7 separate regions of the Mus musculus genome follow, and all the other regions are linked to region 1. A link is a contact called in public HiCAR-type, HiChIP or PLAC-seq and promoter capture Hi-C data. All regions are on one chromosome and are shown on one strand. Each heading gives the region's core, a stretch centred on a gene start, on an enhancer-like site or on the middle of the called end of the contact. The rest is flanking DNA. Distances are from core to core; before and after follow the strand shown. Region 1 holds the start of Prkaa1 (protein kinase, AMP-activated, alpha 1 catalytic subunit). Region 2 holds the start of Selenop (selenoprotein P). Region 3 overlaps Rictor (RPTOR independent companion of MTOR, complex 2). Region 4 holds the start of Rictor (RPTOR independent companion of MTOR, complex 2). Region 5 overlaps Fyb (FYN binding protein). Region 6 has its middle 60 kb from the start of Fyb. Region 7 holds the start of Dab2 (disabled 2, mitogen-responsive phosphoprotein).

What was found. Promoter capture Hi-C pulls out the DNA fragments that hold promoters and counts their contacts. HiCAR-type assays count read pairs that join an accessible place to other places. HiChIP or PLAC-seq counts read pairs in DNA pulled down with a chosen protein or histone mark.
Region 2: an H3K4me3 HiChIP or PLAC-seq map of pro-B cells shows a contact between it and region 1, with 6 times the contacts expected there. The contact joins the promoter of Selenop here to the promoter of Prkaa1 in region 1. A contact is called at or near these places in 2 of 39 promoter capture datasets (cranial neural crest and pre-B cells) and 1 of 115 datasets of contacts at active chromatin or transcription factors (pro-B cells).
Region 3: a contact with region 1 is called in a promoter capture Hi-C map of hematopoietic stem and progenitor cells, with 5 times the contacts expected there. The contact joins the enhancer-like site here to the promoter of Prkaa1 in region 1. A contact is called at or near these places in 6 of 39 promoter capture datasets (the 3T3-L1 cell line, the HPC-7 cell line, HPC-7-derived erythroid cells and 3 more) and 5 of 115 datasets of contacts at active chromatin or transcription factors (embryonic stem cells and epiblast stem cells).
Region 4: a promoter capture Hi-C map of embryonic stem cells shows a contact between it and region 1, with 6 times the contacts expected there. The contact joins the promoter of Rictor here to the promoter of Prkaa1 in region 1. A contact is called at or near these places in 17 of 39 promoter capture datasets (the 3T3-L1 cell line, 3T3-L1-derived adipocytes, the C10 cell line and 12 more), 5 of 484 Hi-C or Micro-C datasets (CD4 T cells, cardiomyocytes and embryonic stem cells) and 18 of 115 datasets of contacts at active chromatin or transcription factors (the 230-238 cell line, the SCID.adh cell line, T-cell acute lymphoblastic leukemia and 10 more).
Region 5: a contact with region 1 is called in an H3K4me3 HiChIP or PLAC-seq map of the SCID.adh cell line, with 8 times the contacts expected there. The contact joins the enhancer-like site here to the promoter of Prkaa1 in region 1. A contact is called at or near these places in 3 of 39 promoter capture datasets (the 3T3-L1 cell line, cranial neural crest and frontonasal cranial neural crest), 2 of 115 datasets of contacts at active chromatin or transcription factors (the SCID.adh cell line and double positive thymocytes) and 3 of 9 other capture datasets (embryonic stem cells, liver and macrophages).
Region 6: a promoter capture Hi-C map of hematopoietic stem and progenitor cells shows a contact between it and region 1, with 18 times the contacts expected there. The contact joins the enhancer-like site here to the promoter of Prkaa1 in region 1. A contact is called at or near these places in 5 of 39 promoter capture datasets (the HPC-7 cell line, HPC-7-derived erythroid cells, hematopoietic stem and progenitor cells and 1 more) and 1 of 484 Hi-C or Micro-C datasets (the G1E-ER4 cell line).
Region 7: a contact with region 1 is called in a HiCAR-type map of astrocytes, with 6 times the contacts expected there. The contact joins the promoter of Dab2 here to the promoter of Prkaa1 in region 1. A contact is called at or near these places in 2 of 39 promoter capture datasets (cranial neural crest and hippocampal neurons), 1 of 484 Hi-C or Micro-C datasets (muscle stem cells), 8 of 115 datasets of contacts at active chromatin or transcription factors (astrocytes, bone marrow-derived macrophages, cardiomyocytes and 4 more) and 2 of 9 other capture datasets (embryonic stem cells and macrophages).

Annotation. Positions count from the first base shown.
Region 1 is chr15:5,141,659-5,145,907 of GRCm38.p6, reverse strand. It overlaps Prkaa1 (protein kinase, AMP-activated, alpha 1 catalytic subunit), which reads right to left and starts at 2,047. Exons shown (of 9, transcript NM_001013367.3): 1 at 1,913-2,047. The coding sequence starts at 2,039.
Region 2 is chr15:3,269,232-3,273,480 of GRCm38.p6, reverse strand. It overlaps Selenop (selenoprotein P), which reads right to left and starts at 2,504. Exons shown (of 5, transcript NM_009155.4): 1 at 2,429-2,504.
Region 3 is chr15:6,730,639-6,734,887 of GRCm38.p6, reverse strand. The region is part of intron 2 of Rictor (RPTOR independent companion of MTOR, complex 2); the gene reads right to left. Among named protein-coding and RNA genes, the nearest start is that of Rictor, 24 kb to the right of the region's middle. Within about 2 kb of position 1,692, at least 33 of the 459 cell types and tissues checked have an H3K27ac peak or open chromatin away from gene starts, as enhancers often do. A contact at or near this core is called in hematopoietic stem and progenitor cells, where this site is marked.
Region 4 is chr15:6,706,267-6,710,515 of GRCm38.p6, reverse strand. Rictor (RPTOR independent companion of MTOR, complex 2) reads right to left here and starts at 2,135. Exons shown (of 38, transcript NM_030168.3): 1 at 2,065-2,135; 2 at 1,836-1,883. The coding sequence starts at 2,113.
Region 5 is chr15:6,590,759-6,595,007 of GRCm38.p6, reverse strand. The region is part of intron 1 of Fyb (FYN binding protein); the gene reads right to left. Among named protein-coding and RNA genes, the nearest start is that of Fyb, 13 kb to the right of the region's middle. Within about 2 kb of position 2,252, at least 46 of the 459 cell types and tissues checked have an H3K27ac peak or open chromatin away from gene starts, as enhancers often do. A contact at or near this core is called in the SCID.adh cell line and double positive thymocytes, where this site is marked.
Region 6 is chr15:6,517,375-6,521,623 of GRCm38.p6, reverse strand. No RefSeq gene overlaps it. Among named protein-coding and RNA genes, the nearest start is that of Fyb, 60 kb to the left of the region's middle. Within about 2 kb of position 2,058, at least 21 of the 459 cell types and tissues checked have an H3K27ac peak or open chromatin away from gene starts, as enhancers often do. A contact at or near this core is called in the HPC-7 cell line and hematopoietic stem and progenitor cells, where this site is marked.
Region 7 is chr15:6,384,979-6,389,227 of GRCm38.p6, reverse strand. Dab2 (disabled 2, mitogen-responsive phosphoprotein) reads right to left here and starts at 2,480. Exons shown (of 15, transcript NM_023118.5): 1 at 2,296-2,480.

The sequences.
Region 1 (4,249 bases), core at 798-3,297:
AACAGTTTTAAAATGAACTGGCTGAATATTTAGACCCACATCAACTAACAAGTTCAAGGACAAGTTTAATTATAACCGAGAAGCCTAGGATCCTCTGACTCACACTGGCCCTCTGTATTGGAGGAGGCTTATGACTGATGGTATAGGATTTCAAGAGAAGGCTGTGTGGGTGGGTGGAGAAGTGAAGGTTAAGGAAAAGCAGAGTCACTGGGAGGGAGGTTCGAGGCACTGCTACTTCCCAGGTCAAATCCCAGGCCGGGAAAACAATCCCTTCTTCCTTTCTTGTCTGCTTGATCCGCTCTGGTCTGTGTCAAAGGAATGGCGGACTGGATGCCACATTCATTCCAAGCAGGGCCTTCGGAAGGAGCCTTCTGAGTTCAAGTCTGCCTTATCACTTCCATCAGAGCCTTAATTAGCACTTCTTACCACCTCTAATGGCAAACAAGGATGCCTAGCTAAAGGTAAACAAAACACTGGAAGAGCTAGCTGCCTGTTAATGCCAACTACTTAGGAAGCTGAAGCACGAAGAATAACAAGTTCAAAGCCAGCCTGGACAGCATTGTAACACTCTCTCGAAATAAATAAATGCATGCATGCATAAAAAGAGACAAAGCAAAACCCTGAGAGTGTTCACGAACACTGGCTGAACCATGATCAGTGCTAGGCCCTAGACCACACCTACTCCTCCTTCACACTGTCTGGCTTGCTGATTTTCCTAGGTAGGTTTAGGCATTTGCTCCCCTGAGGGTAACACAGCAACTTTCCGTTTAGGACTGGGAAAGGGCAAGAGAAGGAAGGGCTCTTTCTGCCCTCCTGGGAGAACGGAGCTCAGTTAGCTTGCTGTGTAATTTGACAAACTTTTTCACTTCAATCAAATATCTACTAAGGAGCTTACTATATATGCAGGCCATAGTCTATTATTTCTCCAAAACCAATGTATGAATTATTTCTTATCAGCTCCAAACTTCCTTCCTCTAAATACTTAATAGCAGGCTTAAATATTTTAAAGGGGAAAAAAGTCCACCTCACAAAGGTTGTAATCAGAATTTTCCTTGTCACAGGTGGTGGGCTAGAGTAGTTAGTTGAAGACAGAATGCTTGTGCTTTTGCTAAGGCGGTAACAGGGGATTCTACCAAAACGAACAAAAAGTCCAAATGATGTGCACTGAATTACTAAAATATAAATATACTGTGAGAATAAACGGAAACTATACCTATAAGCTAATAAATACCATCTGGAGTTAACATATGCCCTACCTACCAGGTATAGCTCTCGGAAACCGCAAAACTTCCGAAAACGGAATCACTTAAAAGCAGCATCTGCATCCAACTGTAAACCACGCATAGGAAACACCGCGCCAGTTCACAGGCATATGCATCAAAAGTCCTGACGGAGATCAATAGTCCTAACAAGGGCATTACTATTTCTGAAAGGTATCTCCACAGCTACCTTGCTTTTGGAAGAACACATTTCGATTCAGGAAACCGAAGAAGCACTTTAGTCCACAACCTCCTAAAAGCGAGGCAGCGACAACTCCGAGGACCGCCAGGGCGCGATGGGCTGGCTCTGCGCCAAGGGCACACAGGGGATCAGAAGACCACAAGAGACCCCCTCGTCCGCGCCGGGCGCCCCCGCGCGCTCAGTGCCCAACTCCCTCGCCTGGGAAAGTTGCACCCAGAGCCATCCCCGCCCCTCCGGCGCCGCGCCGTCGCCATGGCGACCGCCCCCACCCCACCGCGGCGGACCCCACAGCTCTGCAGCCCGCGGCAGCCTCGGGCTCCGCTCCCAGCGCCGCCCGGACCGGGGATACGGAGCCCAGACACCCGGAAGGCGGGCGCGGGGGAGGATGCGGAGTGCGAAAGGCGCAGTCGCTCGCCGTTCGCCGGGTCCGCGCTGGCCCGGGCGTCCTCACCCTTCACTTTCCCGAAGGTGCCGACACCAAGCGTGTCCCCCAGGATGTAGTGGCCGATCTTCACCCGCCCGTCGTGCTTCTGCTTCTCGGCCGTCGCCATCTTTCTCCAGGAACTGAGTCTGCGCATGGCGCCGCGGGAGGGGGCGGAGGGGGCGGGCAGGGCCGCGCCGGGGGCGGGCGGGCGCCGAGGGGGTGGGGACGCGGGTGCGCCGCGGTGGGGCGCAGTCGCCGGCCACCGCCCGCGCAGGCCCCGCAGTCCCCGCAGCCGGCCGCCGAGCGCACTCGCTCCCCCTGGCGGGCTAGGCGGCGGGAGCGGCGCCGGTACTCGCCTCGGCGCCCCGCATCCCTCTGCGCGCGCCCGCGCTTCTGCGCGCGGGAGGGCTTCCCCCGCCGCGGAGCCGACCGCGGCCACCCGAGGGTCTGTGGGTGCGGTACAGCACCCCACCCCCGTAATTCCCAGGAGGACGATGCTTGCTTACACGTTGCCCGGGGATAGCGCGGCGTGCTTTGAAACAAGACAGGGGACACCGCCCTACCACTGACTTGAAATCTTGATTTTCATCTCATCTCGGTGTCATCTGGAAGCCAAGGGTGTTTTCACTTGCACTTTTAATACTTACCACTGCTTTAAACAAAAAAAAACTCTGAGCCAGTAAATTACTATGGGACACCGCACATCCTGGAGAGACTTCCTAGGAAATTTGCTACCGTCAAATTTCCCCTGTGGAATGTGTGTGAGCTATGTGAATTCCAGAAAGAGGTGTTATCCCGAACTTATCGTGTTTAGAAACTAATATTTTTACATTTTCAATAAAATGTACATTTTCAGTCCACTTGAAAAAGTGTGTTGTTTGTATAAATGGAGCCATATCCAGTCACCAAAGAAGTGTGTTTATTTGTAACAGGATTTTGAAGTGAATCTGTTACTCAGTTCTAACAATAGGTAAAAATATATATGTCATCCTTCGATTTTGCAATTTGAATCTCTATCAATGTCGATGGAGAAAAAGGATGGAGTTTTGTTTTTGTGGTTTTTTTTTTTTTTTTTTTTTTTTTTTTGGAGACGAAAAATGTCATTTTTCTTTGGGATGAAAATTACCAACACTCCTAGTTTTCCCATATTCTGGCTTATGACATCAAAGCAATGTAACATCAAACGCTTTTGTTCCAAGAAAAAGTATTCAGGGGGAAGAAAGCTGCTTTAAGGTTTGAGCAATAGTTCTCAACCTTCTTAATGCTATGACCCTTAATACAGTTCCCCATGTTGTGGTGACCCGTCTCCCATCATAAAGGTATTTTCAATGCTATTTCATAGCTTTTTTTTTTTTTTGCTACTTTTATGAATCGCAATGTAAATATCATTGTTTCCTGATGATCTAAGGGGGTTGATCCCGTAGTGGGTCGTGACCCACGGGTTGAGAAACACCTGCTTCTCCGCCAAGAACAATAACTGGGAGCAATCTTCGTTAATCAACTCTCTATTTTACAAGGATTACTATAAGGCAGAAATAGCTCTGGATTCTCTCAAGGAGGGGGAAACCCTTTCAATTCTCCCACCCCTTGATCTGGCATTTTAAGTTACTTCACATTTGCCCAGGAAGGTTCTACTGTTTCTTTTAATCTACAAGAAATCAGTGGTCTCAGGCTGTAGCTCGTTTGGTTGAGTGCTGGCCTGGCGTGCTGGGTTAGATCCTCAGTAGCCTATAAAAGTGAGAATGATGACTCATGCCTGCCATCCCAGCACTCTGGGGATTATCGCTAGGGAGATCACATGTTCAAGGCCATCCTCTCCACCTAGGGACACTAAGGCTGATTTGAACTACCTGAGATTCTCAAAACTAACATGAACTAAAGTGGGATAAATGACTCGACAGTTACAGGCACACACTGTCAAGCCTGAAGACCTGAATTTGAACCCCAGGACCCCCATGGCCGAAGGTGAAAGTGAACTCCCAGAAGTTATACTCTGATCTCCACAGGCCTACCTACAGTACACACATGCATACATTAAGTAAAGGCTTTAAAAGGGGAAAAGCAAATAATCACAAAACAGTCCCGTTACGTCAACAGGATGTTGCCAAGGAGCGAAAGGAAGCTGAGTTTTGTGAAACCACTCGCCAGTTTTTCCTGAAACTGTGAAGCCTTGAGATCCTACTACAGCATCAAGCACGGAGATACACTTGTTTAAATCTTGCTTGCACTCCTGGACAGAGGCAGATGTATCCCTATGAGGTTTGGGACTACATGGAGAGCTCAGGCTAGCAGGACTGAAACTGTCCCAGAGGAAAAGCAATCTTCAAAATCTAAAGATCATACACAGAACTGGGGAGTTTGAGT
Region 2 (4,249 bases), core at 1,255-3,754, 1.9 Mb after region 1:
AAGGATACCTCTGAGTTCAAGAATAGCATGGCCACAGGGTGAATTCCAGACCTCTCTGGAACACAGTGAGAACAGGCCTAGTGGTGTGAAGTGCTTCTGAATACCAAGTTAGCTGGCCACAGCAGCACACCTGTGACCTAGCATGTGAGAGCTGAGGCAGAGGAATCTCCAGTTAGAGGCCATCCTCAGCTATACAGTGAGACAGTTCTCACCAAGGGCCTCACTGAAGAAAGGGGAGGGAGCTGGGTATAGTAGCTCCTGCTTTTAATGCCAGTATTTAGGAGACAGAGGCAGAGGCAGTTTGATCTCTGTGAGTTCGAGACCAGCCTGGTCTATGTAGTGAGTACCGCAACAGCCAGTGCTACTTGTGAGACTCTGTCTTAAAAAAATCAAACAAAAAAGAAATAATGAAAAAATAGGAGGGAGGGAGAGTCAGCTGGGTATGGTGTGCACACCGTTAATCCCAGCTCTTGGAAGGCAGAGGCAAGTGAATCTTATATAATAAGTCTACATATAACACGGTCTGGGCCAGCCAGGGTCACACTGTCAGGCTACGCCCAAAAGTAAAACAAGACAAGAAAAGGAAAAGACTTTTAAATCTTCTTCAGCTATTTGTACTAACACATTTTTAATTCTGATGTTTAATCGGGGAAGTTCCTTTAGGGTGATATTTACCATAATAATGGGATCATTCTTATGTCAATCAGTTACTGGGTTTTGCTAGAACTATAAAGGCAAAAAGGAAAAATGTTAAGCACATTTACAGGTGCCAGTTGTGCCTCAGAATGTTTATGCTACTGCGCTCTCTGCAGTTGAGGAAACTGTGGCTCAGAGAGACTTTGTATGCCTTCTCTAAGACCATACAGGATTAGTATCCACAAGAGTAGATTTAAATTGGTTCTGCCCAACTCAAAACATGGATAGCTCAGCTACCAGTATACACTGAGAGTTTTAAAATACATCACCATGCAATAACTATAGCAGCCTATATAACTATAGCATTAACTATAGCATTTCTATATGCTCTATGCTCTGGGGAAAAAAAGAAGGAAAAAAACCAAGCTATTCAGCGTCTTAATAGAAAATCTAGCTGGTACTTCTTTCCTAAACTAAATTCATGTGAGGCTCTGGGATCAATCGCTAACACACACACACACACACACACACACACACACACACACCTCAAAACACTAAACTAAATTCAGTCTTTATAGAACTGCAGCATGAAGACACGGCCCTTGATACTCTGCCATAAGGCAAATATTTTCAAATGGCTAAATGGCAGACATAAATGAGAAGACTATTTCACCCACGTTTCTAATGAAAAGAATGATCGAGGGACAAAGGAAAAGCTGGAGAAGATGAGTTTCCACTTGCAGAGTTTCCCATCATTAATCAATAGGCTGCTTGACTTTGCTTAAGGTTGCTTTTATGGAATAAGCTTTGCATTTTAACTGTAACTGTCGAAGAGCTATATAAAAAGAATGAAGGCAAATAACAAAATTAGATCCAGTAATAACTGGACAGTGGTTATAGCGATTACAGTCTTCAGTTGCAAGCCTAGATACCTGTTCATGCTCAAAACTACAATTGATTGTACTCCATTAAAAGGAAAGCAAGCATACTCTTTGCCACACATCCTCTCCCCTTGAACAACAAAGACCACAACAAAAACAGACCAGCATTTTAAAGCCCCTCATCCGCTGGGCTGTGGTGGCACATGCCTATAATCCCAGCACTTGGGAGGCAGAGACAGGAGGATTTCTGAGTTCGAGGCCAGCCTGGTCTACAGAGTGAGTTCCAGGACAGCCAGGGCTACACAGAGAAACCCTGTCAAAAAAAAAAAAAAAAAAAAAAAAAGCCCCTCATCCACCTTCAGGCTTCCACCCTCTACTTAAATTCAAAAGCTCCCCCACCGAAGGACACCACCTGGACTGCCTTAAAGCAAGGATGGAGCCCTGCCCTGGGGATGGAGCCTGCTCAGTCTGCTCCCTCCCAGTTCTGAAATTGCTTCCGAATTCCCTGGACACCTCTACAGTACAGTGCGGTGCGACAGGCGTCTGTCCCATCTCTGCTCTTGAAATCCACTAGCTTTCCCTCTTGTTTGTCCTCACTCTAACCCTTCGTGGGAAACCCTGGAATTTAGTGAGATAATATTGCCCATATGACACCACAGTTCCCTGCAGAGAGAAACAGCTGCATTTTACATTGCCCACAGTAAAGGACAAAAATCAACAACAATAAAAATATAAAATTAAAAAAAAAAGTTAACTGTTCTTCCCCGACACTTCTTGTTCATTAAACAAAAAAAATGCTTTTAATGTCTTTTAGTCATCTTTTTACTAAGTCTATTTTAAAGCGGGGGAGAAACGTATTTTACCTAAGAAAAAATATTTCCCAAACTGTAAAAGAATCAAGTCCTACTTACGCAACCCCTTCGGACTAGCTTCGTCCTGTCTCTTTGCTCTAGTTAGAGCAGCTCCCCAAAGCCACAGGCTGACACTGACTTTTATAGCCCTGTTGTTTACCTCGCCCTCTGAGGTGCAGTCCAAAGTTCGGTGCTCCCTCCCGCTGCGACCTTGCAAATGCAGCAAGCCCCTGAACAGTTTCCGATCACAATGAGAAGAAAGTTTAAACAGCTGAGGCAGTACTTACTGAGGGAAGACGGACGACTTTTGACGAGTTTCTAACTTATTTTCTGCTTTTGATCACCCTATAATCTAAGAATGGTACAGTCCAGGGTGGAAGGAAGGGCTAAGGGGAGAGAGGTCCTCCAAGTGCCTTTCCTTTCGAAACTACAATAGGGAAAAACATTTGCCTAGCCAGCAAGTTACACAGCTGTTTTAAAAGAAGGGAAAACATGTTTGTTTTCCTTTTCCTTTATGAAGAGGAAGTTCTATACTAAACCCACACTGAAAGCTTCTTTAGAAAAGTCACCTGCTGTCACATTATTTTGGTCTCCTGCTACTATAGACCTATCTTTGTTTGGCTGTGCTCAGCAGAATTTCAATTGGTATGCAATCCCGTGGGAGCTCTGTTCTTGCGGGTTTCCTTTAATATAATGAACTAAGAAAATCGTCTTCAATCTGAAAGAAACCAGGCCTCATTTAAAATGTATATAGTAGTGCTCATTCTTTTTGTGTATCTTTGTCTCTCGGTGTCTCTGTCTCTGTCTCTGTCTCTGTCTCTGTCTCTCTCTCTCTCTCTCTCTCTCTCTCACACACACACACACACACACAAACACACACTAAGGAAGGGGGAGGGGCAGCACATGGTTGCCTCAGGGCAAACATGGAGGTCAGAAGACACTTTTGTAGAGTTGCCTGCTCTCCTTTCTCCTTTAATTGGCTTCCCCTTTAACTGGGTTCCAGGAATCAAATTCGGGTCTTGCCCGGCAACAGCCTTTACCCTCTGAGCTACTTCCAGGGCTGAACCCACAGTTTTCTCACAGCTGTAGTGCTACTTATAAATCCCAACAGAGTCTCTTTTAGCTGTTGCTTCAGGGTTATGTTTTATGCTTTTTTTATTTCTCTTAAGAACTGTATGCATGTATACAATATATTTTGATCTAACTGGGACCCCCTACTGCCCACTCCAACTCTTCCCAGACCCCTCCCCAACACATTTTCCTCCCAGCTTCATATGGGGTTGTTTGGTTTGGTTTTGATTAGTTGGTTGGCTTTGTTACCGAGTGCAGTTAAGGCTGTTGATACCTGTACAGGCACGGGGCTGTCCATTAGAGCATGAGCAACCTAACACAAGCCATACCCTTGAAGAAAAATGACTCTCTCCCAGTGGCCATCAACTGCTAGTAGCTTTTCAGCCCTGGTGGGAGCCTCCTGAGTACTCCCCAACACATGAGGAAATGTAAACAGACTTGATTAACAACAGCTGTGTGGGTGGGTGCAGGAGCACAATCGTCCTATGGTATCCAAAAATCACTGCTTTGCAGCGGTCCTCCCCAACCTCTAGCTCTTACAAACTTTCCACCCCTTCTCCTGTGGTGCTCCCTGCATCTTGGGCAGTCCTCCCCAACTTTTGGCTATTATGAACTTTTCACCCCTTCTGTGATGCTCCCTGCATCTTGGGTGGTCCTCCCTAACCTCTGGCTATTTCAAACTTTCTACCTTTCTGTGGTGCTCTCTACATCTTGGATGAGGGAGTTGATAGAGATGTCAGACTGAAGACTCCACAGTCACTGATTCTGTGCACGTTGACTAGTGTGACTCTCTCTGCCACCCCCTCCCCC
Region 3 (4,249 bases), core at 443-2,942, 1.6 Mb before region 1:
TGTCTTCTGATCTTCATGTGTTAAGGGGGGAGGGAAAATCTAGGCAAATTGAGTTGAAGACACAAAGCTCAGAGTACAAAAGAGACCACGGACTACTAGAGAAGTCGGGCACTGCTCAGGAAAAGTACTCTGAAGATCTGGCCAAGGAGCTTGTGGTGCATTCAGTGGAGCAACAGTCACTGCAGCAGTGTTGAGGGGACAAGGAGCAACGGATGGAAGCAATTATAGGGAAGGAGTCCCTTCCTTCCAGGCAGGTTAAAAGCACTATGTGACATCCATCAAGTGAGCATTATCAATGTAATAACAACAGCAAGGCAATAAATTCAAGACTCCAAGCAAAGGGAACATGAAGACAACTATCTATACAAAGGCATATCCTAATTAAACTGCTGAGCATCCCTGAAAGAGGCGGGCAAGATGGGTCAGCTGGTAACTCATACAGGCCTGGTGAGTAGACACGTATTATGACCCACAGTAAATGTGGGAGAACATGAACTTCACGACCCTGTCTTCTCGTCTCCATGTGCTGCATTGCACACCCAGTGCATACACAGTGATAAAACTCAGAAAAACCTATCACAGTTCCCTCACTTTACAAGAAAGAGCAGGCCAAGAGCCAGCCAGGCCTCTGCAGCAGTTTATCAAGCCCTCAAAAACAATGTAACATTTCTCAAGCAATTATTTTCAACATCTTGTTTTAAATAAAACAAAAGCAGAATCTTTAACATTCTATAATAACTCTGGTAATAGTTTAAGAGACATTGAAACTTCGATACTTTAGAAAGGAACAACTATTAGTTGTAATTACTGTTTTCCTTACCAGATGAAACTGTCCTGGTCTGCATTTAGCTTCTCTTCTACCTAATTCCACCACAAGGGTGATGGCCATGACAGTGCTGATACCCCAGGAAGCACAGCACCAAACCCTGCTAATTCCCTCTGCTGTGAAGCTGGCACCTGCTACTTCACATCATCTCCTCCATTTCTATCTTCATCTTTCGTAAATTACAAATTCAGTATGAATGAAATTCACTTTAGTTTTAAGTGGGTTAACAAAGGTCTACATTAATGACTTAAAGATCTGCCTAGCAATAAGAAAGAGCAAATCCCTAAAAAAAAAATTATAAAGGCCTGATGAAGGTCTTAGCTGGTCCTTTGTAATACTGTTCTGTTGTTGTATTCTATCTATACAGAACGAGGAAGGAAAACACATTAATGATTTAGTAATGTATGGGAAGTTCACAAAATTTCTAAACAACCCTTTAGGATAATGTAATTTAGAACCTATGCATTTTCAAGAGTCAAAGAGAAAAGTCCATTAAAAACCTCAGGAACCAAAAAAATTCCTCAAGTGACATTCCTCCTCTCTGCATCCTCCCAGTTAAGGCTCATCAGAATTGCCTCAGAGAGCCCTGACAAACTTTCTAGGCTGAAACTGTTGCCATTTAAAAAGCAAGTCTGCGGTTAAGGGTGCAATCTTCTCCTGAGCTGAGCGCTCATTCTCCTCAGGCCCTGTCTCAGGCACCAAACGGAAGTCAGCACAGCCCTTCAACAAGGGCCTCACACTAGGTGACAGTTGTTTCTTTGCAAGTAATTGTTGAAAACACATCTCCTTAAACTGCATGTCACTTCCCAGGACAACTCAAAACAGTTAAGAAGCCCTTTTCAGACACTGAGATACGAATACTCACGTGCTACAATGTTGCAATCAGGGAACTCTCAATTTACATTGGGTCAAGGTTCCCCTGGGTAATGAAATGAGAAATTGCTTATTTCTTCTTTCCCTGTTAAACTGGGGTTTGGCAAATTTTTTCTGTAGAAGTCTCAGATAAAAGCCAAAGTATCTTAGACTTTGTAGATCATAAAAGTCTCTTGTATACACTTGACTGCTGTTATACTAAGAAACTGAAGAAAGCATGTATGAATAGAAACAGTTTTGTATTTTAGTCTAGGCTGCTACTAAACAGAAACAATAACTAGGTATCTTTTGAACAGAAATTTATTCTCATAGTTCTTTAAGGCCAGAGTAAGTTTGGTGAAGCACAAGTGAAGGAGTGAAGTCCTCTTCCCTTTAATTTCTCATTATTTCCTCACATGGTGGAGAAAGGGACAAGACAAAAGATGCTCTCACTATCTGCTCATGAGAGGCCATCCTCACATGGTAAGTATCTTCCCAGAGTTCAGTCTCCTAACAGCGGCACACCAGGGACTAGGATTTCAAAAGACAAATTGGGGATGGACACAAACATTTCATTCACCGGACTCTATCTCAACATGACTTGGGGTAAAGTGGTGGTTTCTGCCTGCTGTCTTGATGGTCTACACCTGTAATCCCAGAGGTGTCTCAAAAGAACTGAGAATTCAAAGCCTGCCTAGGACACACTGGGAGAGAAAGTCAGAGGAAATAAATGACTTAAAAAGAATGCACAGTCCATGGCAGTGAAGAGAACAACATTAATCACATGCCCATTCCTGTTTTGTGTTTTGAAACAGTCTTACAAGGCAGTCGTGGATGCCCGTGAACTCGAGGTAATCCTCCTGCTTCTGTCTTGCTTGTGTTTTTCAAACAGAGTATATATAGCCCCAAACTGGCCTCAAATAAACAATCCTCCAATCTCAGCTTCCAGCACTGGGACTATAAGCATTCCCTACCGTACCCTGCTCTTCCACATCATTTCTTGTAAGTAAAAAAGGGAAAGGATAGTTTCTTACATTTTTATTATTTAAGTGCATTTATACAAACATATTAATAATATTGAGTATTTTGAGAATTAAGTGATATATAAAAATTTGCTCAACTTCTATATTCATATCCTTTCATACCCTAAAAATATCATTAATGAACATTTAATACTATCCATAACTAAGGATCCTATATATAATGTTGAATACTAAATTTTTCAAAACATACAAAATATTCTTTGATAATTTAGCATAGTAAAAGAGCATAAAATATTAAAAATGAATCATTAAGAAATATATTCAACCCTGTCTCGTAAAAACCAATACACACACACACACACACACACACACACACATATATATATATATATATATATATATATGTTCAAAAGCCCTTATATGATACCACCTGACATAGTGAGAATGAGTATTTAAAATGCATTATATATCTGTGTACATTGTTTAACTGTAAGTTTACTTTAAAAAGATTATCAGTGTTTCTAGGAGAGAAATTATTTTATCAGTAAGTATATTTTAAAAATTTCAAAATAGCAAAAAGCTCTTTGAAGTTAAACATTAAGAAAATGCTAATTTCAAGCACAGTGAGAAAATTATCAATAATATTTCCATGATGTTTGTAGAACATGAATTTAATATTGTCAACTATTAATATCCAACAGACAGAATAATTACTTTAAGGTATATTTTGTTGTTATGTCTCCTATTTCATTTCTGATTTTATTAATTTGAATACTGTCTCTGTGCCCTCTGGTTAGTCTGGCTAAGAGTTTATCTATCTTGTTGATTTTCTCAAAGAACCAGCTCCTGGTCTTGTTGATTCTTTGTGTAGTTCTTTTTGTTTCTGTTTGGCTGACTTCAGCCCTGAGTTTGACTATTTCCTGCCATCTACTCCTCTTGGGTGTATTTGCTTCTTTCTGTTCTAGAGCTCTCAGGTGTGCTGTCAAGCTGCTAGTGTGTGTTCTCTCCGGTTTCTCTTTGGAGGCACTCAGCTATGAGTTTTCCTCTTACCACTGCTTCCATTGTGTCCCATAGCTTTTGGTATGAAGTATCTTCAATTTCATTAAATTTTAAAAAGCAAAACAGTAGTTTCAAATAACTAAATATAATAAATATGTGCCATATATTTTACTGTACTATATAGTAATCACAGCACACACACACACACACACACACGGATAGAGAAAACACTTCTGCCACAGTATCACATATTTTTGTCACCATAAATTATATTATTTATGTTGATGTTTGTTTGGTAGAGTATCTGAATACAAAAGTAACTTTTGTTAAAAAAGAAAAATCGGAATAATAAAAGGATACAAAAACATTCTAACAGTTGCCATGGTAACCATTTTTAATTGCCAATTTGACTACATTAAAAACCCAGAGGAGCAGCAAAGCTTGACTGTTCAAATGTGAAGGTATGCATCACACCCATATACAATCCATAGCCACCGACTGGCACGTGAGGTTGAGCAGACTCACTAGAAAGATCTGTTCTCGGTGTGGGCAGGAGCCACATCCATTTGGCCAAGCACCGAGACGAAAC
Region 4 (4,249 bases), core at 886-3,385, 1.6 Mb before region 1:
AACACTAGTACGTTTTATCCCGGCAAGCAAACATAACATTGTCTAAGCATTTTACGTAACCCTAGAAACAGCTGCTCATCACATAGCCGTTTAAGTCAAGTCTTAGAGAACTGATGATTTTCAATCGTACCCACTGATTTGTCTTCCCGAGTTCCTATTGAAGTGAGGCAAGTTTCATATAAGCTTGTATATAAGCTTTTCTACCATCCCAAATTCTGACAGCCTCCACAAAAATATATAAAGAAGATTAACAAAATCCCACATCTGAACAGGTTTATACTGTAGGTACTAGGCTCTAGTTAACCAAGAGGTATCTTCACACAGTTTCTCCGTTACCAATTAAATCAGTGGCGAACTACATGGTTAGAAAAGCACGATGCAAAATCTCAGGTCTGAATTATGATACTCAGAACCGCTGTCTGGAAAACCTACTTTGTATACATTTTTCAGGTATATATTAAGTTTACAAATTTGAAAAAAAAAAACAACTAAAGCTTGACCTTTTTTCTATAGTGTTTCTGAAAGCTGGTTAATGGTAAGAGTGTTCCAGATCACTGATGTAGTCGCCATCTCTAGGACTGACACACCACTGCACTGGATCTTTAAAGAGGTTCCCCTTTGAAAGGGCTCCTTTACTCAAAACAGCTTCCTAAACTATCAGAACCAAATGCTAAACAACAAACACGTGTTCATGAAACTAAATCAAAACTAGTCTTTCAGTCTACACAGAAGGATTCTTACAATACAAAAACCGAAACAGAACTGAATTACGCAGTCAATACAGAGATGGGTCCCCCAAATCCCACATCCACCAAATAACTTTATACGACGGTCACTACATACAGGGTGGGTGGGGGAACCAAATTCATGTCGTATATACAATGTTTACGACTGTTCTTGTCTTGTTTTAACGTCCTAAGGTGTTTCACGGATCTCAAAAAGTGATTCCGTAACAGCAGAACTAGTTAAGTTACACTCCACTCCAGCGCTGTGGAGTCGGACCGTCCGGAATCTGTAGACCCAACTCCTGTTTAAGGAGGCAGAGAACGGACTGATGCTTCGGCGAGATACTGGGAGATGAAACACCAGCCCGGGGGCCGGTGACCGAAGCAAGAAAATACCGATCGTTCGCCGGGTGCGGTTCTTAAAAACAAAACACACGCGGGGCTCGCCCTGCTGGGAAAGGTGTAAACAAACCCAGCTCTCCTCCACTGCAGCCACAAGGTACACAATGAAGCGGCGGCCGAGTGAGGGGGCGGGCGGTCTCCAGCCAACTACAGCCCCAGCGGGCCCGGGAGACGGGAAGCGAGCAGCAGGGAGCTGCGGCGTGAACCAGACACTTAGCAGTCATCACGGGCTCTCCGGGTTCTCAAAAAGCTGCGGGGACCCCCCCCACCCCACCCAAGAGGATCCCACGGGCAGGGAAGAGCAGTCCCGCAGTGAGCAAGAAGCCGGCAGGGTCCAGCATCTGCTCTTGGGGGGAACGGGGAGGGCAGGATGTGGTCGCTCTTCCCACAAACATCCTCCAGCAACCTAAATAACAACCTCTACCTTGCTCCCCCACCCACCCCGTCCAAGGCCGCCCCCGGGATCCGGAGGTGGGGGGACCCGGGAGCGGACGGAGGGGGGACACACACGCGACCGAGCCGGCCGGGGAGCTCCGCAGCCGCCCGAGGCCCCGGAGCGGGCTCAGCCCCCCGGGCAACCCGGGCCACCCGGGCGCGGGGCAGGGGGATGGGCGCGGGCTCGGCCCCTCGCTGCCCCGCGCGGCTCGCCTGCCAGCCCGCCCGCCCGGCTGCCCGCGCCTCCCCGGCGGCCGCGGCGGCCCGCGTTACCTCGGGTCAGATCGAGCGGGACGTTCTCCTCGCCGCTGTCATTCCGCCCTGTGCGAGACAAGACACACAACCCCAGTTAGAATCCATCGCAGGCCGGCGGCGCCCGACGCCCCGCTCGTCTTCCCCGTCCAACCTCACCCCACCCCATCCCCAGGCCCGGAGCAAAGCCGAGCGCCGCGACCCGTGACCCGCACCGGGTGAGGCGAGCGAGGGCGGCGAGCGGGCTTACCTCGTATTCGGAGGTTCTTCAGAGAGCGGCCGCGGCCGATCGCCGCCATATTGACGGGTTTCAGTCACAACACCGGAAACCTCGCCCGATCGCGCGAGAACCCCCTTCCCCTCCCCGCGCGCCGTTCCCGCCCCCTCCGCCCCCCTCCCGCGGCAGCGCCCCCGCCCCTCGGCACGGAGGCTCGCCCGCGGGCGCCGAGCAACGCGCCGCCGCCTGTGCCGACCCGCATTGGGCGGTGGGATGCGACCCCCGGCGGGGGGACACGGGCAGGGCGTCGGGGCGCAGGCGTGGTGGGAGGCGCAGTTCCCACGGGGGGGGGGGGCGCCCATTGATGTGGCCCGGGACTCTGGGCGCGCGCGCGGCGGAGGTCGGGATGCGGGCGGGCCACCTGCTGGCCCGCCCCGCCGCACTCCCCGCGTGGCTTTAAAGCCCGTTTCCTTACTCATCGGCTAAAATTGTTACCATTATTTTTATTATTATTATTAAAAGAGAGGGTGGGGTCCGGGAAAAAGGCGCGCGGCGCACAGTTAGGAATGTCGCTTTGATCCTTTTCCCAGAACCGCGGCGCCCCGAGTGAACACGTAACAAAGTTTGTTTTCCACCCACGCTCTGACCATTGAGCTAAGCGGCTTCGCGCTTGATCACAGGCAAAGCCGCTCGCCGCCGCCGCCGAGAGCTGGGCGGCAGGGCGGAGGTTTGCTTTCGGTCCGCCGGGCATCCGACGTGCAAGGAGTGCAGAAAGCGGGCGTGCAGGGCGCTCGCCCGAGCGCGGGACTCTTTCCCCGGCGCGCGCCAGCGCCTGGAGGCCCGGGACAGGGTTTCCTCTCCCGGAGCCCGGGGAGGAGGCTGGGCGCCTCGTCCTGGCTTTCTGTTACTCCTACATCACTGGCTGATGCCGATGTCGAGGATCGATGTTTTTAATGCGGACTAGTCACAAGGATTAGTTTACGGGTTTCTAGAAGCGGGTTAGTACGCACTCATTTGGCCCTTAACCCAGCAACTCTCTTAAGCTAGATTACTTTAATGAGAGGATATTTTGTCTCCTCCTATTCCTCACCTCTCTCTTCCAGACTTAAAAGTCCAAAGTGGAGATCTTGCCTTAACCACTTAGTTTTTAGTACAGACGTCAAAAACGAGTATCTGTTAGTGTAAACCTTCAGCTCCTTTTGTTCTAATAATGTTCTAAATAATAATAATGTTCTCACTAAAAAAAAAAAAAAAAAAGCAAACCAAAACCTCTCTAAAATCAAAAAGAAAAATAAAAAAATATTAGAAAGACTCTCCGTGTTAATAATAGTGAGCAATTGTAGACTTGAAAGCCCAAAGGTAGAAATTATGCAAATGTAATTTAAAATGACTTTGTTGATCCAGTATATTAACAGAGTGGTATTAAGTAAGCAATTACAGATTTCCTTTACTCATAAATGCTTGAAATACATATAAAATTCAAATGGTTCATTATAAAATACTTTTACAAGCATTATATAAGGAAAAAAATCCAAGATGTGTATCTGAATGTAAACTACTATTCCCCTTTCAATTGTGGGATCATGCCTGCATATTTTCTTCTTGCTTGGTCACCTACAACCAATAGTTGTGGTTGGACTTTTAACCAATAGTCGATCTATGACAGTTGTAGAAGCAACAAAAGTTTTTAAAAGAAAAATAAAGAAACACCAGGAAAATAAACTTGAATTGCTGCTCTCTTGGGGTACTACCCCATATCTCAGGATGAAGTCTGCATTCTGGCATCTGCTGCCCTGTTGCACTTAGCTTTAAGGATCTAACACAATTACAGTGCTTTAAAGAAATATTCCCTGACACTATCAGCACAAGCCTTGATAAACAACAAAATTGCTTCCTTTTTATATAGCTTCCAAGTCTCTATGGAAGTTATTTATTCTATTTCCTGCCTTAGATGAAGACCACAAAGCTGGAGGTCTGGCCAGAACATGAAAAAGTTTATCTTTCATCCCTCCACACATCACAATCACTAAAAACAAAATAAATTAGTAGAAATCTGTCCATAAAATGCTAGCAGATTGTCAAATGGTCCTTCTGGTGCTAATGTCCATCCTCGCCTGTTTTAAGTCATTTCCTAGCCTGATGTAAGTTCCTTTAAGTTCCAGGCTTTCTTTAAAGTGAGTACAATTGACTGACTTTAAGTTAGTAGAGGAACTTGCGA
Region 5 (4,249 bases), core at 1,003-3,502, 1.4 Mb before region 1:
GGAGTTAGAATAGGGACAGGAGCCTCAGTTTCTGAAAATGCCGAAGCCATTCTGATGGAGGAATTGCTTTGAGGCCCAACTGAGACAACCCAAAATCCATGATGGCTACCATCGTAGAAGTATTTTGAGGTGAGAAATATTAGCTTTATCTAATGGCACACTGGATTCTAGTTACCAATTCACAAGGCAAATTTTGTTTTTAGAAAGAACAGAAAAATCATTGCAAACTGATTTTCTAGGCAAATTTTGTGAGCAATTGAGAAAACATAATCAAATTTTTATCTAACAGTTACCAGGGTTTCATAGTGAATCAGAAGTGAGCCAAATGAGTGACGGACGCTCCAAACCCCCTTCTTCACTATACTCGGGACAGAACAACCATCTGACACAATGAACAAGTCATGAGCAAGTCAATCCCATGAATCACAGCGCGGCTTGATGGGCTTTCTTTTCCAAAGGGTGTGTTTCCCTTAATACATTCAGCAATGTTGTCTGCTTGGGTCACTTTAAACTATTACAATGTGAACTTTTTGAAAACACAATTAAATAGCTTGTTTTGGAGTTTCAACATGAAAACCACAGGCTATTAGACGGTAGTCACAGACTACAGAAACCCTTATTTTCTTACCTATTGAAGAAAAATTCCTTAAGGATTTTCACCTTGGATGTCAGTCTATTTGGGGGAAAGGCTAATTTTACTTTTCCAGAAGAGGCTAAATACGTTCCTGATATTAAGAATCAAGTTTTTGTTAATTTTCTTCATTGTGGAAAGATGCTGAAGTGTTTACCATCAGTTTTCTAGCCTGGCATAAAAATTCTCTTCAGTATTTGTTGATGATTTATCCTTTCCACCAATTTCTTTCAGTGATATAATAGAGACAATTTGGTGTATGTTTTCAAGGTATGCCCTTCCAAAAATTAAGAGATGAAAAAAATCAGTTCTGACTTAAACATACGACAATTCTCTTGTCTTTAGTATGAAACAGTAAGTATCAAGCCTCTGCCCCATGAATGTCTTTCAATACTGCCATATTTATCTCCCCTCTAAACGTAAAGTCCTTTAAGTAAGATCAATTGTGCTCCACATTCGTTGACTTTGACTTTAGCTTCTACCATCGTAGAATGGTTTAAATACAGAATTATGCTTATGCTTTAAATATAGGATCTCAGTCAAATTTCTTCTTGAAAAAAATGTGACCCCTGAGATTCCAACTAATTACTTTTGAGGCCCTTTAAGGAGCACTGAGTTCTTTTTGTTGTTTGTTTGAGACAGGATCTCTCTCTATAATCCTGATGTCCATGAACTCACTATGTAGACTAGGCTAGCCTCTAGCTCAGAGAAGTCCACCTGCCTCTGTCCCCCAAGCACAGGAATTAATGGCGTACACTACTCCATCCACACCCAGTGACACAGAGCTCTCCAAGATACTGTTTGTCCTATGACATAGTACAAGTAAAAACTTCAGATCAGCAATTAGCTTCACAGGATGCTTGCTTTCCCTGTTACTTACTGCAGACGTTACACTGATGTATGTACTTGTTCCAAACATGGCAAGGGGAAAAGTTAAATACCTTACAGCTAAAATGTAGACATCTGATTAAACATTGCTAGTGAAAGTGGTAGGCAGAGTTGTGTTGCTGCAGCCTAATCTGATTGCTGTCAGCCTCTAGAAATGATGGGTGAGGTAACTAACACACACTCACACACACACACACACACACACACACACACACACACACACACACACACATGTGAGTTGCTATCAATGCTTTGTGTCTTTGTGATGTACCAGGAACTACACGGGGTACTTTTTCTATATATTGTTTAACCATCATAATAACTGCACAGCATAGAATTTTATCTCCACAAACATGAAAAAACAAGGCTTATAGAGGCCAAGTATCTTTATCGGGTCCAGCAGTAAGTGGTACAGCTTTTATGGGGCTTGTGTCTCTAGCAACAAAATACCTTCAGGCCTCTTGAATGAAAAAATGATTGTGAAGTCTGCATCTTCAAAATAAAAGCATGTACTTATCTTTATAATACAACTTCAATTTTATAGGTAGATGTTCATAAGATGTCTACAAGGCCACTTATCAACTTCACAGCTTAAAACAAGTCTCCTGGTTAAAAAAAAAATACAGCAATGAGCTTGAAAAAAAACCCTGTTTTTGTAGCCCCACCTCCTCCTCCTCCTTTTATCGTTAAGCACGTAAGCATGAGTGTCTATCTGCATCATCAAAGCCTGAGAGTGCTTCCTTCAAACTGGCACATCTTTGGTTCAACTGAAAAGGCATTTCAGAAGAAAAGTCACTCCTTACCACAGGACAGCTGCACAGCACTGTTTTCTAGCAGTCCATGTTTTTAAAAGTACTATGTGAATGCTTTAAAAAAGCTCTTTTAAAGATTAGGTGTTGGACAAGTGCAAAATTATTGCGGAATAAATGAATGTTGTTGCCAAATGACGAGTTATCCAGAAAACTGAGCAAGTAAAGCTGGGCACGCCCTGATCAGATCTAGACATAACCACCACCAATGTTTTAACCCCTTACAGCCCTTTCTGTTGTTGGTCAGCCGGGACGTGCTCTCCCTAAACACGGGGCTCTCCCAAAGGGACAAGGAGGTACATGCTGTCATCCGTGTTAGTTGAGATCTAACAGTTGTCAACATAGCGGCCACTCTTAAAGTAATATGCAATTATTCCTATTTTCAAAGTCAATTTTCTTAGCACCTCTGTTGTCTATCTACCTACCTATCTATCTATCTATCTATCTATCTATCTATCTACCTACCTACCTGTCTATTTACTTATTCATGCTTTGAATGCTGCTTTGAATACCACCAATAATACTAAATATGGGTTTAAATTTTGTTTGTTTGCTTTTTTTTTCTTTTTGCTGTTTGATAAATAGCAAGCATATTGTGCAGGGCAAACTTTAAGAGCAAAGTATGGTAGAAGGAGGGAGAAGATTCAGGGACTAGAACAGAAGAAAGGTATAGAGGAAAGTCAGGTGAGTGTGCAAGAGTCCTGGGTGACTGACTTGGTACTTCACTCTTCCAGGCTGATAGGCAGTTGGACAATTCAACCAACAACTGTTTAGATGACAAATGACAACCACAGCTCTCTAAGGGCTCCATACTCCCTCACAACTACCTGAACCTCTTTGCAATCAAGAAGCTAAAGCATTAATGTTGGCCAGAGCTCTGCCACCCTAGGTGCTATATATTTGAATGCTATCTTTGTCCTTCCCTTAAGTAAGCAAATGTCTGAGACCCAGTGTGAGGCAGTGCCTGTTTGCTCAAACACATCACTCATCCATTTGCATGTTTTGATGTAATCACCATCTTCTAGTATCCTCTTCCTGTGCTATGGACTTTTTTTTTTTTCATCTGAGAAAAACACCCATGGCTTATAAACTCTACTTCTCCCCAACTCCTCAATTCCTTCATCCCACTGTGACCAAGAACAGCCACGTGAAAGTCACATGATGTTCAATACATACTCCTACCCCTGTGTCCACCCCAGACCTCTCTAGATGCCCCTCCCCCCCCCCAACTCCTGTGATCATCCTAGATTCCTTGAAGGTGAAGCATGGGGATCTTTTAAGTGCAACTGTAAGTTAGCCCTTGGAAGACTAATGCCCAGTTTTGATGTTTTGTTTTTACTTCTGAATGGATGACACATTCGCATTGGTTAGAACCTTAATCCACATTTGTTATCTTGCTCCCACCAGGGGTTTGTTGGTTTGCTTTCTGTTTTTCCAGGTCTGGCAGCACAAGGCTACCTTTTTTTTTTTTAAGGCTGTCTAAGTCATTTAACACTAAAAGTAGGTAAAAGGGTAAAACAACCTGTTTGTTATAGCAGCTTGGGACAGCTCCTCCCTCTCCTTGTATTTAGATGAGTTATATTCTCACAGAGATGTTCTGTCCATCAGATATCCATTTCTAGTAAAATAACAGCACCGATAACAACAGAAACTAAAACCACTTCCCCTTGGCCACCCTTTTCCATCCCATCTGCTCCTTCTGTGGGAAGTGACCTTGAAGCCATGAACACCTGCTTATAAGTATAAAAATGGCAACGTTGGGTAGAGGGTTTAGGCTGAAGGCGGTTGGTGTTCTGAATAAGAAAGTGGAAAGAACATTTTTTTTTCCTTTTCCTTTGCTGTTGAAAAGGATAAGTAAAGATGTGGATGCTCTCAGCCATCCATTGGACTGAGTACAGGGTCCCCAATGAAGGAGCCAGAG
Region 6 (4,249 bases), core at 809-3,308, 1.4 Mb before region 1:
TAGCATCATTGTTGAGGCAAGGGAGCAAGACATGACTGAGAAGCCAGGTCAAGGGACAGAATAGAGTCTGGTGATTGTCCTACCATCTTTAGGTATTATAAAGAGGGGTGGAGCTTAAGGTGTGGTTCTAATCTAGGAGGGTCATCACCATCTGGAAACTTCATGGTCTCTGATGCCCAATAACAACTCATGGATGCAGGAGAACGTTCAGGGCAAAGCAGAGTTATGGAAAGCAGGCGTTTAGACATGACACATTTGGACACAAAGGCATTGAGACGGAACCATCAGAAGCATTCTGTTGGAATGGAGATTAGCACAGTGCAGGTACTGGTCAGAGTTGAAAACAGTAGTCCACAGCTAGGCTGTACACCAGACTCACGTGGGAAGCTTTAAAAACACACCACTATGCAAACGTCACCTCAGCCTCTAAACCAGGCACTCTTGGGTTGAAACCTGGACATCAGGACTTGTTTAAATCTCCCAGGTAAGTCCAAAGCTTTTGGATAAGTTTTCACCATGTGCTACAGGATGGCTTATTCTTACTTCACCATTCCCTCTATACCCCAAACTGAATGAAACTTATATGGTAATCAGAAATTTAGCAATCACTTGTTAAACATTTAGCCAGTGAGATAAGCACTGTCATTTCAGTCCTTTGACTTCCATTTGAGCCTGTGCTTATCTCTAAATGCAGGCCGAGGTCCGTTTCTGTTGCTACTGAAGTTTTAAGACACTTTAACTAAGACAGGAAAGGCAAAGGGTTGTATTTTCCGATTCTAAAAATTCAATATGTTTCTATTTTTATTTTTTGGAACATGGGGAGATACGTGAAGCATTGTAGCTTGCAATGATGGGAAACACAGGGAAACACTTCCTGTGAAGTTAGTTAGATCCACCAGACTCTGAGCGACATGATAAGACAGGAAACATATGAAGACACTAGAGATGTGCGCCAGTGTCATGGGATCATCTTCAAGAGACAAAGTTGCATTTTCAAATGATAAAGTTGTGTTTCAGCCTCAGCTCTAAAAATGTCCCTCCTTCTAGCAGGGAGGAGTCGCTTAGGGAATGCAAAGTGTCGATAATTCATCAAACCGTGCTCCCTTTCCGATTTGCATTGCAGGAAATATTTTTTTGCTTAGGCAAAAGAGAAATGAGCCTGAGGTTCCAGCGGTCGCTATAGTAACCACATGGAAATGGTGAGGCCTAGGTATACTGGGCTGTGAAAAGAAACTAACTGAATGTCAAAAAAAAAAAATCAATTTACAAGTGGAGGAAGAAGCAGTGACAACATTTAAGTAATACCAGTGATCATGTTTTCAAAACACTCTTAACGTTTCACCAATTATATCATCAAAGGAGCATGGTGCTCAACACTAATAGTGTGGAAGATCTGAGAGGGGAGAGCTAAGGATGGCGGGCGTCACCTCTTCTTGGACGCCTCCTCAGTTACTCACTCCCCTCCCTTTCTCCGGGTCTCGCTACCATGCCCCAGATGACGCTTCCTCAGTGTATTTCTTTTATGGCTTTCCAATGACGTCACACGGGTTGGCTTAGGCTGCTCACCAGATTCTCACCTCCTTCAGTAAGAATTAATCTTCACACTCCGCCCTACCCCCAACCCCAGATCATAAATTCATTTTTTAAAAAGACCTGTTTGGGCTCATAGGTTCTTTTTGAATCTGATTAAGATAGCATATGGCTTTGAATGCGAATACTGCGTGCGCATGCCACCCCACAAAGGCCATGGTGGGAGGAGATTGCTCAGCTAAAACAGAACCGCTGCTGCTGCTTGATGCCAAATCAAAATCAGGCTTGGTTAGAGACCTGACTCCCCACTCCCACCCCCACCCCACCAGCACGGTCAGCTAAAAAAGCCTTATTTTATAAACTTGTGCCTTTTGATTCACATGCATTCGGACTGTGCCAGCAAAAGGCAACTCAGACTCCGGAAGCAGATTCGTAAGAGTTCAAGGATATCCTAAGGCTACTGCTTGGTCAGATATGGAACAGGCAGGAAGAGGGAAAGCCAGAAGAGGTGTGGTTAAGGAAGTTGGGTACCGGAGAGTGGGTACTTCCTTAATTAGACCAATTCTCTTCTACTTTTTCTTTTAAAAACATGAGCCTGTTTGTTCGTTTGTTTTGTTTTTGTTGTTGTTTTTGCCCTCTTAATTTTTTAGGAAAGCAAATTGTAGTTTAGAACATAAAGAATCTGGGAACTGGAGACATAGCTGAGCAGGTAAATGTGACTGTTGATTTTTCAGAGGACCCTGAGATTGTTTTCCAGCACCCAAGGAGGGTGACTTACAACACCTATAACTAGGTCTCCAGGAGAACCTGGAGCTTTTGACCCCCACAGCCACTTACATTCATGTGAATATGCTCACATGTGCACACACATATGTTTATAATTCAAAATAATAAAAATAAAGTTGTTCAGGGGTGGAAGAGATGGCTCAGCAGTGAAGGGCAATTGTTGCTTTTGCAGAGGACTTGGGGCTAGCCTCCACACGGCTACTTTTGCAGAGGACTTCGGGCTAGCCTCCACATGGCTACTTTTGCAGAGGACTTCGGGCTAGCCTCCACATGGCTACTTTTGCAGAGGACTTCGGGCTAGCCTCCACATGGCTACTTTTGCAGAGGGCTTCGGGCTAGCCTCCACATGGCTACTTTTGCAGAGGACTTCGGGCTAGCCTCCACATGGCTACTTTTGCAGAGGACTTCGGGCTAGCCTCCACATGGCTACTTTTGCAGAGGACTTGGGCCTCCACATGGCTACTCACAACCATCTGTAGCTCCAGTTGCAGGGGATCTCGTACCCTCTCTGATCTCCGAGGGTATCAGCAGGCATGTGGTATGCGGACAAACACTTATGTGCATAAAATTTTTTAAAAAGTCTTTAAAAATGTTTTAAAACATCAAGGATCTGGAAGAAAGGATTTTCTTGGCTTTCAGTGACAAATGAGCTCACCCTTTGGTCAAAGAAGGGTTCTTAATATGTTTCAATTGGAAGAGAAAGTTATGTTTAAACTCCAGAAGGGCAAGGAATGGCTATTCCTCCTGAGTGAACCCAGGTGACTGTTTGCTGTATATACTATAACCATGCTATAGCAGGAGTGAGGAAAAGCAGCCCAGATCTAAGCAGTCTTTCATCATCCCAACTAACATGGAGAGCAAAACGACAAAGGCCACAGCTTAGCCTTGAATCCCGTAGTCTCTGGTTTGCTGTTGGGCTTCTCATTCATGTCTTACCCTTTCCTTGGTACTTGGGGACTTGAATCTCTGTGGGTCTGTTGTGTACTTTGTTTCTTACTTCTTGGGTCCGTGCCTATTCTCAAATACACAATATAAGAGTAATCTCTCTGTCACCCTTTGTATCCTTTACCCCGCTGAAGAAATGAACTGATTTGCACACCTTGCAAGGTAGCAAGGGCTCTGTCTTTGCTGACTGGAAAGTGATGATTTCTACTTCAGTGGGCAGAAGAGAGAAAAGGTCCCACGTGAAGAAGAGTGGATCTTTGCATTGTTCTCTTCTGTCCACCTTCCTCTTCCTCTGTTCCCTCTACCGTTCTTCCTCTCCCCCTTTTTTCTCCATCCTAGTGTCTTTTCTTCCTTAGTTTCTTTGCCAACAGGAAGGATCATCGACAGGAGTTAGAAAATAAACAGCCATGCCTTATGATATTACAGAGAATATAAGAGGGGAATATGTTTATTTTCTTAATCTTCTGTTAAAATTCAGAAGTAGCAATCATTTTATTTCAATATAATAAAGGAGTAAGATAGCATTTTGTTTCAACATACTAAAATAGCAAAAACTCCAGATTTGACTCTCCTCCTTCAGATGTTTCCTCTCTTGTCCCATATACACTCTCTGAATCTTAGGCTAACCCCATTTCTCCATTTGTACTCAGTGTGGGAGCCACCAGGCAGGAAGCCTCTCCGCATACACAATCATTCAACCTGCTGTTAACTCACCCATACATAGGTAGAACCTGCTGATAGTCTTCCTGGTGGTCAGGAGGGGAAGGTTTCTATAATTAATTATGTGGTGCATTTTGGAAGGCAGCCATGCTTACCTCTATACCACCAGGGTGCTCTATTTAAAAATGTTTTATTATTTTATGTGTATGACTGTTTTGCCTGCATGCATGACCATGGATCATGTGTGGTCAGTGCCCTCAGAATGCAGAAAAAGGCACTGGAACCCTTTACCTGGAGTGCAGATACTTGTGGGTGCTGGGAATCCAGC
Region 7 (4,249 bases), core at 1,231-3,730, 1.2 Mb before region 1:
AGAGGAAAGGAGAGAGAGAGAGAGAGAGAGAGAGAGAGAGAGAGAGAGAGAGAGAGATCTAACCTCTGGATTTTGTTCTTTCTTCTCAAGTCAGCAAGGCCTAAAAGCATCCTGTGGTTATCTTCCCAGCCTCCTTTACATCCTCAGGTGGAGATCAATAGAATCGGGATCATCAGTTCTATAAATACATGGGTGCTGGAGGGCAAAGACAGAACACATTCCTCCCATTCCTCCACAATCTCTCTCTTCTGCCATAATACAAGTGGCCCAGCTTAGCGAGGTGTGCTCACCTCCGCCTACAGTCCTAGGGCTCCTGAGGCAGAGGCAGGAGGATGATGAGTTTAAGTCTAGACTGGGTTTACAGAGTAAGACCATCCAACCAGGAATTGAGAAGCGCAGCTCCATGGCTTGTCAAGCATGCCCAAGGTCCTGGGTTCCTTCTCCAGAACTCAGGGCAAAGACGGAGCATAGCAGCCTACAGGGAAAAAGTTTCTAGACTCGCGGTTGGACAAAAGGGCTTGAGTTTGCAGTAGAGGAAGAAGGGGTTTGTGATTAGGTTTTTAAACAAGGCTTGGGAAGAACCCAGCGAGTTTTAGGAGACAGTGACTACGAACTAGGGAAGAAGTGGTCTGTGTCTGATGCGAGTGCTGGAAGAGACCACCACACCTCTCTGGTGCTTTCTCAAGGGCTCTTGCTAATCTCGCCTTCTGAGCTGTGTTCCTCTAGCATTGCTTTGTCTAGATAGCTGTTTTCCTCTCCAAAGCCTGAATCCCCAACACTCCTAAATTCTCAAGCCAGTACATTTCTTTCAGTACTGCTGTGCCCTGCCTCAACCAAGGGAGTGGAGAGAGGTAGAGTCCTTGGTGGGTGGGGTAGCTAGCTAAAACAGGGCAGCCTAATCCAGGACAAGATAGCACCATGAAAAGCCATTTGGTAGCAGTGGCTCCCGAGTCCTGGCTAGTCCCTCCTTTCTAAACAACCAGTCACTGCTACTATGTGCAGAACCCAGGCCTCAAGATTGTAAACTAGGTAGGTTAGACATCCCATCAGAAGCGTTCCTGGAGCCTTATCAGCTATCTCCAAGGGATTTTGGCAAATTTTCTGCCATTACTTAGGTTGGAGTTATATCTACCTCCACCCTTCCCCTCCTGCTTTGCCTGATTAGGGCCAGAAATTTTTTCATCTTTATAGAGCAACAGCAACATTTACTATTCATGAAGTTGCCCCTCCATAATTTTTAAAGCTTTCCATGTGCCTGGAAGCTTGCTCGTTTTTGCTCTTCTCGGTTTACAGGGTGGCTCCCTTTCTTCCAAACACAGGCGAAGAAAGAGGAAAGGGTGGGAGGGGGTGCCTCGGGTGGAGATAACATCCATATTTTTTAACTGTTTTTAATCCAGTTAAATTTCCCTTCGGATTCACACAGCTCCCATCTGAAACCGACTACAGAGCTGAATTCCAGACTCAGGATTAAGTGGAGGAGAGCAGGCAGGAAGAAATAACAGCCAGCTCTATGCCGCAAAGAGAACCGCTACGTTGGCAGGGTCTCCAAGGTTTTAAACACAGTTTAGTCCCTCTTCTTGAATTCTTAATCCTTCCAAATAATTTACAACAGTCAAGAAAAACAGCATTCAAACGCTTCACGATTTAAAACAAGTTTGTTACGTGGCTTGGGCAGATACTTTTCTTAGGAATGCTGGTATAAGACAAAGTTCACATTTTTAATGCCCTGTGCTGTCAGTCAGCAGAAAATAGCTCCTCGGAGGCACAGACCATGTCCCCAGCCTTTGTCGCACAGTAAAACTGAACATCATTCAGGAGTTTATTAGGTGGTCAGCAGCCACACCGCGCATTCCCTGGGATGTCCCCTAAGCCCTAAAAACTAGGGCTCGTGTACAACACACACACACACACACACACACACACACACACACACACACACACACACAGGGACTCGTTAAATGTCACAGGATGGGCGCCTTGAGTCCGACCCCAAAGGTAAAATGCATTCCTTGGAAGCATTCCACAGATGTCAGGCCACAAAACCCGCTGCTCTCCCCGGAGTACACTGTCTCATTTGTAAGATTTCCCCAGCGCCCAAGGTCTGCAGCCAAGGCAGGGATGGGAAGAGAGGAGCCAGCAAAGGAGAGAAGTAGGTCGCAAAAAAAGAAAAAAAAGAAAAAAAAAGAAAAAAAAGGAAAAAAAGAGAAAGAAAGAAAGAAAGAAAGAAAGAAAGAAAGAAAGAAAGAAAGAAAGAAAGAAGGGACCGAAGGGAAGGGGGATGGCAGAGTTACTCACGGACTAGCTAGTGCTTCTGTGGAGCCAGCATGACTTCCCCGCGCCCGAAGCCTCAAGGCTGCAGCGCCGAGGACGCGGAGAACGCCACTTAAATAGCCGCGCGGCCACTCCCGGTAGAGATATGGTTCTAATCAGATGCTGGCTCTGAGGACTCTCCAGGAATGTGGCGGCGGGATGTTTTTGCTGCCTGGACTTGGTAACTCCCCCTCAACGTGTCTGCCGAGTCTTCCAAACTTAACTGTTTATTAACTCGAACTAAAGCCACGGAGATCCGGCGCCTCCTGCGCCTCCTGCGCCCCGTGCGCCCGGCCAGCTGGGGGCGATCGCAGAGACCCGGAAAAAGGAGCGTGCACACAACCCGGGCCAGGAGCCCCACACTGCCTTGGGCCAGAAAGGGTGCACGTAAGGACAGGAAAAGGGAAATTCTGGAGGAAAAGGATGGGATCCTCTGAGCTGCGTTTCGCAGATCCGTTCCCTGGATTGCCACTTCGAGTGGCGTGGCACGCGAACTGCGAACTCATCCTAAACCGCCTGGGGCATTTTGAACAAAGACGCGCCTTTACTCCTGACTTTCCGTTCCCGGGTCCAGTCTGTCCTTTCTAAAGCTGGGCATGTGACTGGATTGTTACCTTTAAAGAAAATCACTATTCTTTAATTGTGAACGTGCTTAAACAGGAGGGAAATCTATGTGTGCCCAAGTAAAAAGATGCCCTGTTATTGAAATTTAATATCACGCTCGAGCATATTCTCGCTATTAAACTGGCCTAAACAAAACAAGTTAGCCTCCATATAAATGATCTACATTTGTGATCATTTCAGTGTATATCCACCCACACGTAGATAACATGACTTTGTCTGCTAGTTTCTACAGCATTTCTTATTCCTTCATGAAAATATTGAGATATGTGAATAAGTATTGGAAGGTGTTTCATCGATGCTCAGCTGTGGATAGCCCGGCAGAGCAGACCTTGGGAATCCTATAGAATCTCACAATTTCTTTTCTGTATATTTTAAAGTCAGGGGACAATTGTTAAATAGTCACAGAAACAGTGGTGCTTTTCAAGTACTTAAGAAATTAAGCTTTGGGAAGATCCTCCTCCCCTTCTCCCTCCTTCCCCTCCCCCTTCTCCCTCCTTCCCCTCCCCCTTCTCCCTCCTTCCCCCTTCTCCCTCCTTCCCCTCCCCCTTCTCCCTCCTTCCCCCCTTTTCCCTCCTTCCCCTCCCCCTTCCTCCTCTTCCACTTTCTTATTTAGTCCTTTTTTTCTTGTTCCTCCTCCTCTTGTCTGTTTTTCCTTCTGCTCCTCCTCTTCTTCCCTCTCCCTCCTGCCCCTCCTCCCCTGTTGTAAGCAGAATGTACTGACTATGAAAATGACAAATTGTGACTTGGATGGAAACGGGTTATTGATTTTATTGAGTAAGCAACACAATGGATTTGCATTTTACCACTGAGAATCCAGGGTTCAAATTGGGCTTATGGTGCACCAAGGATGTATTTTGTGGTCCATGCCTAGCCCCAGCTGCAAAATCACTGTAATTTGAGGTAGCTCAATGAGAGTGGCAGTTTCTGCTTGCAAGTAGGTCAGGCTTGGAGCAGCCCTCATGCAGGGAGAGTAAGAGACACAGAGCAACACAGCTGGTCCAGGTGCTGCCCCTACCTGACCTCTGGATTCCCTTCACACTTGGGTGTGCAGAGTAGAGGTGTGTGTGTGTGTGTGTGTGTGTGTGTGTGTGCTTCCAATATTCCTCTGAGGTAATTTTCTATGGTTGAAAAAAAAAGGATTTTCAGTGAATGATGGAAGGTCTACTTTTCAGTTCTATGAAGGCACAAGACATAGGTGCGAACTTTAATTCTGCTAGCTCTGAGAACATCACACTTTGATTCTCAAATCTAGTAGTCTAGAGAAATGGTGTCATTTCAAAAAGTTCAAAAATTAGGGGAAAAAAAGGTAGTTCAT